Linked DNA regions of Macaca mulatta: region 2 is linked to region 1. A link is a contact called in public Hi-C data. All regions are on one chromosome and are shown on one strand. Each heading gives the region's core, a stretch centred on a gene start, on an enhancer-like site or on the middle of the called end of the contact. The rest is flanking DNA. Distances are from core to core; before and after follow the strand shown. Region 1 holds the start of SNRPA (small nuclear ribonucleoprotein polypeptide A). Region 2 holds the start of EGLN2 (egl-9 family hypoxia inducible factor 2).

Region 1 (4,106 bases), core at 1,161-3,660:
GGAGCTTGCAGTGAGCTGAGATCTGGCCACTGTACTCCAGCCTGGGCGGCAGAGCGAGACTCCGTCTCAAAAAAAAAAAAAAAAAAAAAAAGAACCAGCGTTCTATGTCACCAGTGTGTCCCCAGCACTGCCCAATAATGGTTAGGCACCACACTCTAAAAGCATATGCAAAATTTACATTCCTGGTTTTGTTTTATTTTATCTTTTTTTGAGAGTCTCTATCACCCAGGCTGGAGTACAGTGGTGCAGTCTCAGCTCACTGCAACCTCTGCTTCCCAGGGTTCAAGTGATTCTCCTGCCTCAGCCTCCCAAGTAGCTGGGACTATAGATGTGCGCTGCCACACCCAGCTGATTTTTAGTAGACACGGGGTTTCACCATCTTGGCCAGGCTGGTCTTGAACTCCTGACCTCACACGATCTCCCACCTCAGCCTCCCAAAGTATTTTTACTAGACACGGGGTTTCACCATCTTGGCCAGGCTGGTCTTGAACTCCTGACCTCACACGATCTCCCACCTCAGCCTCCCAAAGTGCTGGGATGACAGGCGTGAGCCAGTGCCCCGGCTGCTGGTTTTGCTTTCTTCAAGAGCAACTTCACTGGTGACCTCAAACTGAATCCCAGTAAGCTCCTTCGGTTCTCCTGACAATTTTCTTGAAGTGATAAGAGCTAACATTTATCCAGCCCTTACTAGCTGCCAGTTAACATAAAAAAGAAATACTGCAAGGTTTAGCTAATTTAATCTCACCCAACATCCATGCAAAAAAGGTATTATGATTTTGCTCAGTTTTTAGATGTAGAAAATGAGATTCAATAAAGGTGATAATTTACTTGAGAACGTGAGACGGTCTTTCCCATTTCAATAACTGAGTTTTTTTTTTTTCCTTTTTTCAGATAGGTTCTTGCTCTGCCCAGGCTGCAGTGCAGTGGTGCAATCATAGCCCACTGCAGCCTCAACCTCTCTAGCTCAAGCGATCCTCCCACCTCAGCCTCCTGAGTAGCTGGGACCACAGACACACCCCACCCACGCCCAGCCTTTTTTTTTTTTTTTTTTTTTGTAGAGACAAGGTCTCGCTTTGTTGCCCAGGCTGATCTTGAACTCCTGTGTTTAAGTGATCCTCCTGCCTCTGCCACCCAAAGTGTTAGGCTTAACCACCACGCCCGGCCAAAAATTGGGTTCTTAAGCAGAATTCTATACCGGTGGCTTCAACCACTTTACTTGCTATGTGACCCTGGGCAAGTCACATCACCCTGTCTCAGTTTCTTTTCCTTTCTTTTTTGAGACGGAGTTTCGCTCTTGTTGCCCAGGCTGTACTGCAATGGTGTGATCTCGGCTCACTGCAACCTCCGTCTCCCGGGTTCAAGCGATTCTCCTGCCTTAGCCTCCAGAGTAGCTGGGATTACAGGCATGTGCCACCATCAGGCCTGGCTAATTTTGTATTTTCAGTAGAGACAGGGTTTCTCCATGTTGGTCAGACTGGTCTCGAACTCCCGACCTCAGGTGATCCGCCCACCTCGGCCTCCTAAAGTGCTGGGATTACAGGGGTGAGCCACCGCGCCCTGCCTCAGTTTGTTAGTTGAGGAATGGGAATAACAACAGCCTTCTTCCTACAAGCTTGTTGTAAGAACTAAATGTAATCAACATTTATATAAAAGCACATAGACTAACCCATGATACAGAGCATTAGCCACCATTACGGTACATTTTCATTGTGAGCTGATCACTGAAAAAGCCGGTGACCCAAGAAAGCCCCAGTCCTTGCCCTCACGGAGCTCAAAGGCCACTGGGAGGAGAGAGAGCCCCACGACAGCTCAGAGGAATCAGGGCGTGATGGGAGATGGCCTCAGCGTATGGGAAGTCAGCGGCAGCCACGTGAAGGGACAAGGGAAGGCTTCCTGGAGGAAGGGTCCTGTGACCTCAAACCTTGTAAGATGAGCAACAGTGACCAGGTTAAAGGGCAGAGTGTAAGATGAACTAATGGAGTGTTGAAGACAGGAAGTAGTTTGTGTAAAGGCCAAGGGGTTAACTCGAAGTTTGGCTGGAGGAACACTTAAGAAAGAGAAGCGGATGCAGGGGGTGGAAGAGGGACCAGCCCGTGCGGGACAGTCTGGAGTCCGGACTATCCCGAGAACTCACCATCCTTCTTGATCTTCTCATTGAGGTTGTTGATATAAATAGTGTGGTTAGGGCGGGTCTCGGGAACTGCCATGGAGTGAAGTGTTGAGGTAAGGCTTAAAGGAGGAAAAACGTGACTTTAGCCCTGGGTTTCGCCAAATCCTTTGTCCCACCGTTGGCTGCTCAAGGATCTTCCTCCCAAAAGGAAGTCAGGTAAGGCGGGAGTAGGGGGAAGGACCGAGGGAAAGCGCGGGCAACAAAGCGTGCGTAGGACCCGCTTCTCCAGCACGCGTGCAGAGGGAACTCTCGAGAGATTTACTACGACTTCCAGGATGCTCTACGCGACCCCGTGGGCGGAGCGCCCTAAATGGCGACTCCCATTGGCCCATGCATCCGAAGGGCCGTCCTGGAGAAAAACCCGGATGTGGGAGCCAGTATAGAAAAAAGGGGACAGGTCTTGGGCAGCCTGGCCTCGAGCAGCAAGTTTCCTCAGACGGGCCCAGGAAGGCCCGGACGCCAAGCGTACCGCTCGCCCGCCGCCGATGGTCGTTTGCACCCCAGGTTACCTTCCGACAGGACCGCAGTTCTCTCAAGCGGCGCCTGCTACTTTCCTGAGACCAAACCACGAAGCTTTCTCTCCTGGCACCGCCCCTGCCTTTCTGCCAGGCAATCTCCGCGCGGAAACGCAGTAGCTTGACCAATCAGAGCAAGTCTCGTTTCTGGGCTCAGCTCTTGCCAATCAAAATGATATTTGAGTTCCCGCCTAGGTAGAAAAACCCCGCCCGACTCCCTGAAAGCCCACCTCCTTCCGTGACTCCCGGGTCTACGGACCAATCAGTAAAGGTCACTAGTATTTTGCCAATCGGGACGCGTCTGGCGCTGTGATGTCTTCCGGAGGCAATCCTTTTTGAAGTCCCGCCTCTTCCCCCCAGCGCTGCGTTTTCTGTCACGTGATCGCCAAATGGGCGGGCACTGTTGCGTGTGATACTCCGTGATATGGGAAAAGCAGTGTGCGGGGGCCGCCATTTTCTGGGAGTGGGAGGTGTACCTTACTTCCTGACTCCCTTCCCTTTTCCACCGGTTATCACGGCGCCCACCGGCCTCTGATCTCTGAGTCTTCTCCAACCCACAGACGTTTTTGTTGCTCTGGTTCCGGGACCTTCTCCACAACTAGGCCGTTTTTCCTGCCAGGTGTCCATTTTGACCTCTTGACCTCTGACTCAAAGGTCAGCCCAAAGGTTCCAAACTCGGGCCTGGGATGTGAGGGGGTAGTGAACCTAAGTTCTCCGAATCTTTAGCCCTGGGCTCCTAAGTCGCACCCTTAAGGCACCTCACTTTAGGTCTGAGCCTTCATATCCCAAACTTACTCATGTGTTTCCACATCTAGCCCCAAAGAATGAGTTAACTCCTACTGACTGTCCACCTAAGACTCCCAAGGTAACCCAACCGGTACCACAGATCCGGTTCCGGATTTAAGGACCCCACCCTGTTAACTGTCAGGTGCCTTATGACTTGAGTCACCCTCAATTCCTGCTCCCATGGTTTCAAATATTAGCTGTGGTCCTTTCACACCCACTGCTCAGCCCCCAGATTCTGGAACTCAGCTCGTAAATTTTTAAAATTTCCATCCCTGAGACTGTTCTCCGTTGGAGGATCCTTCCCTCCCCACCTTCTGAACCTCTCAGCCCCTCCTGTAGACCCCAAAATGACTTCTCCATGCTCTCCTCCCGTAAAGCCACCAATCCCTCCTCCAAGAACCCCTGTACCCCAAGCCAGCAGCATTCCATCTCCTTCTCTACCCCCAAGTCCCCTGGACTTTTTAGCTATACCATCCCCTCCCTGGAGTCAGCAGACCGCTGTTCCCCCACCGCCCCCACTGCCTCCTCCACCCGCTGCCACGGGGCCTGCTCCCCCTCATGTCTTCGGCCTGGAGAAGAGCCAGCTCCTGAAGGAGGCCTTGGAGAAGGCTGGCCCGGTTCCCAAGGGCAGAGAA
Region 2 (4,106 bases), core at 1,196-3,695, 50 kb before region 1:
TTTCCTGTTCCGTGGATCAGCAAATTGAGGCTCAGAGCAGTGTCCCATCTGGGCCACTCAGCCCTTCTGGTCTCCCCCTGACGAGGACAACAGCCAACCTGGTGTGAAGATGCTGAGCCAGGGAGGCCACTGATCCTGCCCGCACGGAGCCAAGCCCAGGGAGGGGCCGGCTCTGGCTCAGCTATCAAGTAACGGGAGGGAGAGGGAAGTAGAACAAGTTCCAGCTGGGGTGGGGAGGAAACAGGCCTTGGCCCCGGGGGAGCCCTGGTCCCTGAGCCAGCTCCAGCCTGAGAGGAAAGCCACACAGAGGCAGAACCCAAGATGGGATCTGCAGGAGGAGGCAGGGGACATCAGGAGCTCAGCCTCATGCCTGCAGGGCACAACACAGCCCGTGCCATCGGCCAGCCAGGCATCGCTGTGTTGAGCAGTGGGCACTCCCCACAGGGCCCTGTCCAAAGGACACCAAGCCCTGTACTCAAGGCCAGGCCCCCACACCACCTATGAAGACAGTGATCCTGTCAGCACGCCGGAAGGGCCCTGTGGACCACTGCCCTGTGCTGGGCTCCTGACCCCAGGTTCCTGAACAGGCAGCTGGAGGCCATGAGGCCTTGATAACTGCCTGGAAACTCCAAGCAAATGAGTATTTGTTTTAAGAGAGAATCTGTGGCCTCTGACAGATTCTCAAAAAGACCCAGACTCCAAAATACAATTAAGAACTACTGTTCTAAAGCAAAAAGAAAAAGAGACTAAGAACAAACACATAAAGGCAGAGAGAAGAGACAAACATGGGAAGGGAGGAAGTGACACACAGGACAGGGGGAATGGATGGCAGGGACTGGGACGGGGAAGGGTGGGAGACATGGGGATGAGAGCTCCACCTGGGTCAGCAGGCAGCGACCCAGTACCAGCCCCAGGAGACTGTCCTCGATGCAGATGCCACAGTAGGGACCCAGGGCACAATGCAGTCCAGGGCCAGGCACTGGGCCTAGCGGGCAGCACCCCTTTCCTTCCCTCAGCCCAGGGCTCACTCATCACACCCTACCCGTTCTGCTTCTCCTGCCTGGGAGACAGATGAACGAACTAGAGACATGGGCCAGCAAACAGGGATGGACAACAGGAGCGCAGGGAAGGATGCGGACAGGGACAGACAGCAACAGAGGACAGACAAGTGAACTGTGTGCCTGTCTACATCACTGCGCTTGGTCCGGGGCCCCAGACAGACACCAGGAGGCCATGAACCCCACCAAGGCCCATGCTGTGAATGTCAGCAACTCTCATGAGTTTCTTCAAGAGAGTTCCTGGCAAAGTCAAGAACCACTGTGGCTCCAGGACAAACTCCTAGCTTACAGGTGCACACATTAAGGCCCACAGGGAGGACAAGGCCCCCCCGAGTCCCCACAAGTGAGCAACCCACTCCACTGAACTGCCTAAACCCAGAAGCCCCCCAGAAGCCTGTCTCCAAACCCACTGTGCTCAGAGCACTGAATGCCAAACCAGGATGCTGCAAAGCCCCGCCAGAGAGGCCCCCACCTGGCCTTACCTTGGTGCGCCCGTTGATGACATAGCTGCCCAGCCGCCCTGCGCAGTGGCGGATGACGGCGTCCACGTGGGCCATGAGGGCACCAATGCTTCGGCAGCCTGCTTCATGGCCTTCCACCCAGGCAATCTGGTCCCCACGGATGCTGCGCGGCGGGATCGCCCGCTGGCTCACTAGCTGCCCGTCTCGCAGGCGCCCACCCCGTTTGAGGGCCTCCACCTCGGCCAGCACGCGGCCGCCCAGCGCTGCCCCCAGGAAGCTGTCCTTGACGCAGATGCCGTAGTACCGCATGCAGGGCACGATATAGTCCAGGGCCAGGCGCTCAGGTGCAGAGGGCAGCGCCTCCTCCATCAGCCCAGCACTGGCCTCACCACTGCCACTGCTGCAGCCGCAGCTCATGCCACCCTCCCGCTCTGCCTCCTGGTTCTCTTGCCTGGCCCAGGGCCGCTTGCTGGGTGAAGGGGCATCCCCACCATCCTCGGCCCATTTCCGTTTGGGGGCCTCAGGCCGGGCGCCCTGGGCTGCCAGTCGCTGGCACCCCTTGGTGACCAGCGCTGCAGCGCCTTCACTCTGCAGCGGCCGCAGCTCACCACCATCCTGCCCGCCAAAACCGTCCCGAAGGGGGCTGGCAGTGGTAGAGGTGGCTGTAGCTCTGGGAGTCCCACTCCCCGCTGAGGCCTCACTAGGCACTCCTGGACAGTGGTAGGAGGGGAGCAGGGGACAGGGCAGGTAACTCTCCACCCCCATCCTGGCCCGGCCAGGCTCCAAGGGCTCTGACGAAGACCCTGGTAACTGAGGGAGAGCCTGACTTAGGGGCTGCGACTGGCACGGGCTGTCCATGGCAGCAGTGTCTTCATCCCCCGGGCATGGAGGGCACCGCCCGGGCCCATGGTGCCACCCTCCTCCGCCTCCTCCTCTGCCTCTTGATGCAGCTGGGGGCCACCAGGCCTGGCGTGGGGCAGGGTGAGGCAGGGCAGACAGCAAGAGCTCTTCTCGTGCCCTGGGGGTTGCTTGCTGGTCCCCAAGTCCTCTGCCGTCCCTAAGGGCTTGGGAAGGGACCCTTCAGGGTGGCTAGAAAAAGGAAAAAGAAAAGGGATGTGAGAGGAGCTAGAGACAGGCAGGCTAGGGAAAGAGGGGATGGCATGGGCAGGAGTGGGGAAGACGACCAGGACAGACTTGACTATAGAGGTCCCCCAAAACCTGGGGCCAAGTCGGGGAGAAGACCCTGAGAATCTGGAGGTGTGAGAGTCCGCTGACAGACAAGGGACAGTGATAGGGAAAGGCTGGAGGCCAGAGGCTGGGTAGACGACCCTAAGACAGAGGACTGTGGTGCGGGTTGTGGGACGCGGTAACCAAAGACAGAGAAAGGAGGGCTGGAGTAGAAAAGGGTGGTGTGGAGGGGTGGGAAGGAGGGAGTTTGGAAAATAGGAGGGATCTGCCTCGGCGTTCCAGAGACAGACAGAGAAATGTGGGGGATTCTGAGAGAATCAGAGTTGGGGGCGGGGGGGTCAAAAGACAGAGGAAACTGGGGAGTCCAAAGACAAAGAGAACGAGGGACCCAGAGACAGAAAAACAGACCGGAGGGAAGCTGGGAGGGAAGCTGGGAGGGAGGGCCCGGGACGGAGCGGGGCGGTAGGGTCGACCCGAGCCCGACGGGAGGAAGCCGGCCGGGGGCGGACACACGCCCAGACGGAAGGGAGGTCCCGAGACTGACCGAAGGGAGGGGCCCTCGGGGAGAGGGTCCGCGGCGGCAGAGGGAAGGACGGAAGAGGGTGCACGCACCCGGAGACAGGACGAGGGAAAAAGGCACCCTCCTCCGGGGCACCCCCACGCCCCCAACCCCGGGCGGGCCCTGAGGCCACTTTGGAGAGCTGTAGCGACAGGGACAAGGCCTAGGGGCCGCTCGGACCCCCTCCCCTCCCCCTCCCCGCGGCCTCCGCCCGGCGCGCGCTCCCCGCCCCCACCCCAACCCCCCCAACGGCCGGCACCCAACGTCCCCGGCGCGCGTCCCCTCCCCCGCGCCGCACCCACATCCCCCTTACCGGGGTCGCCCTGGCAGGCCCCGGCGGGCGCCCCCACACCCCGCCCTGTTCGTGTCGGCGCCCCGGCTCCGACTCAGTCTCCTCCCGCTCCCTTCTCGCCCCGCGACCTCCTCACCAAGCTTTTTCCTCCGGCCCCGGCGCCGCCGTTTGTGCCAGCCGCCCTGCGCCGCACAGCGCGCCATACCCCGCCCCCACCGCGCGCGACGCCCCGCCCCGCCTCGCCCGTTGGGCACGTGACCGCGCCCCAACGGAGGCAACGGCGCCTGCGCAGACCTGAGCCGCGCTGGGCGAGGAAGTTCGGGACAAGCCCCCAGCCAAGGAAAAAGGAAACAGGGCTCCGTGGCCGACACGAGGTTCATTTGCATCATCCTCCGCCCCGCCCCCTTTGCGCGGGAGGGGGATCGCAGTGTGAGGGGCCGGGTCTGGGAGGGGGCGTTTCCTGCATGTTGGAATCAAGTGGCGTTGGCGGGGCGGAGCACGCAAATTATGTGATTTACACGAACAGGCCCACCCCGCGTTCCCCCCCA

Evidence for each region. A called contact is a pair of places that touch in the nucleus more often than the background predicts.
Region 2: a contact with region 1 is called in a Hi-C map of CD4 T cells, with 4 times the contacts expected there. The contact joins the promoter of EGLN2 here to the promoter of SNRPA in region 1. A contact is called at or near these places in 3 of 14 Hi-C or Micro-C datasets (CD4 T cells, cortical neurons and liver).

The regions. Positions count from the first base shown.
Region 1 is chr19:51,869,666-51,873,771 of T2T-MMU8v2.0, reverse strand. SNRPA (small nuclear ribonucleoprotein polypeptide A) reads right to left here and starts at 2,410. Exons shown (of 6, transcript NM_001257505.1): 1 at 2,135-2,410. The coding sequence starts at 2,207. It overlaps LOC144337509 (a long non-coding RNA gene), which reads left to right. Exons shown (of 2, transcript XR_013410698.1): 2 at 1,541-2,397. ACTMAP (actin maturation protease) reads left to right here and starts at 3,819. Exons shown (of 6, transcript NM_001194075.3): 1 at 3,819-4,106. The coding sequence starts at 3,819.
Region 2 is chr19:51,919,876-51,923,981 of T2T-MMU8v2.0, reverse strand. EGLN2 (egl-9 family hypoxia inducible factor 2) reads right to left here and starts at 2,445. Exons shown (of 5, transcript NM_001261091.1): 1 at 1,541-2,445. The coding sequence starts at 2,377.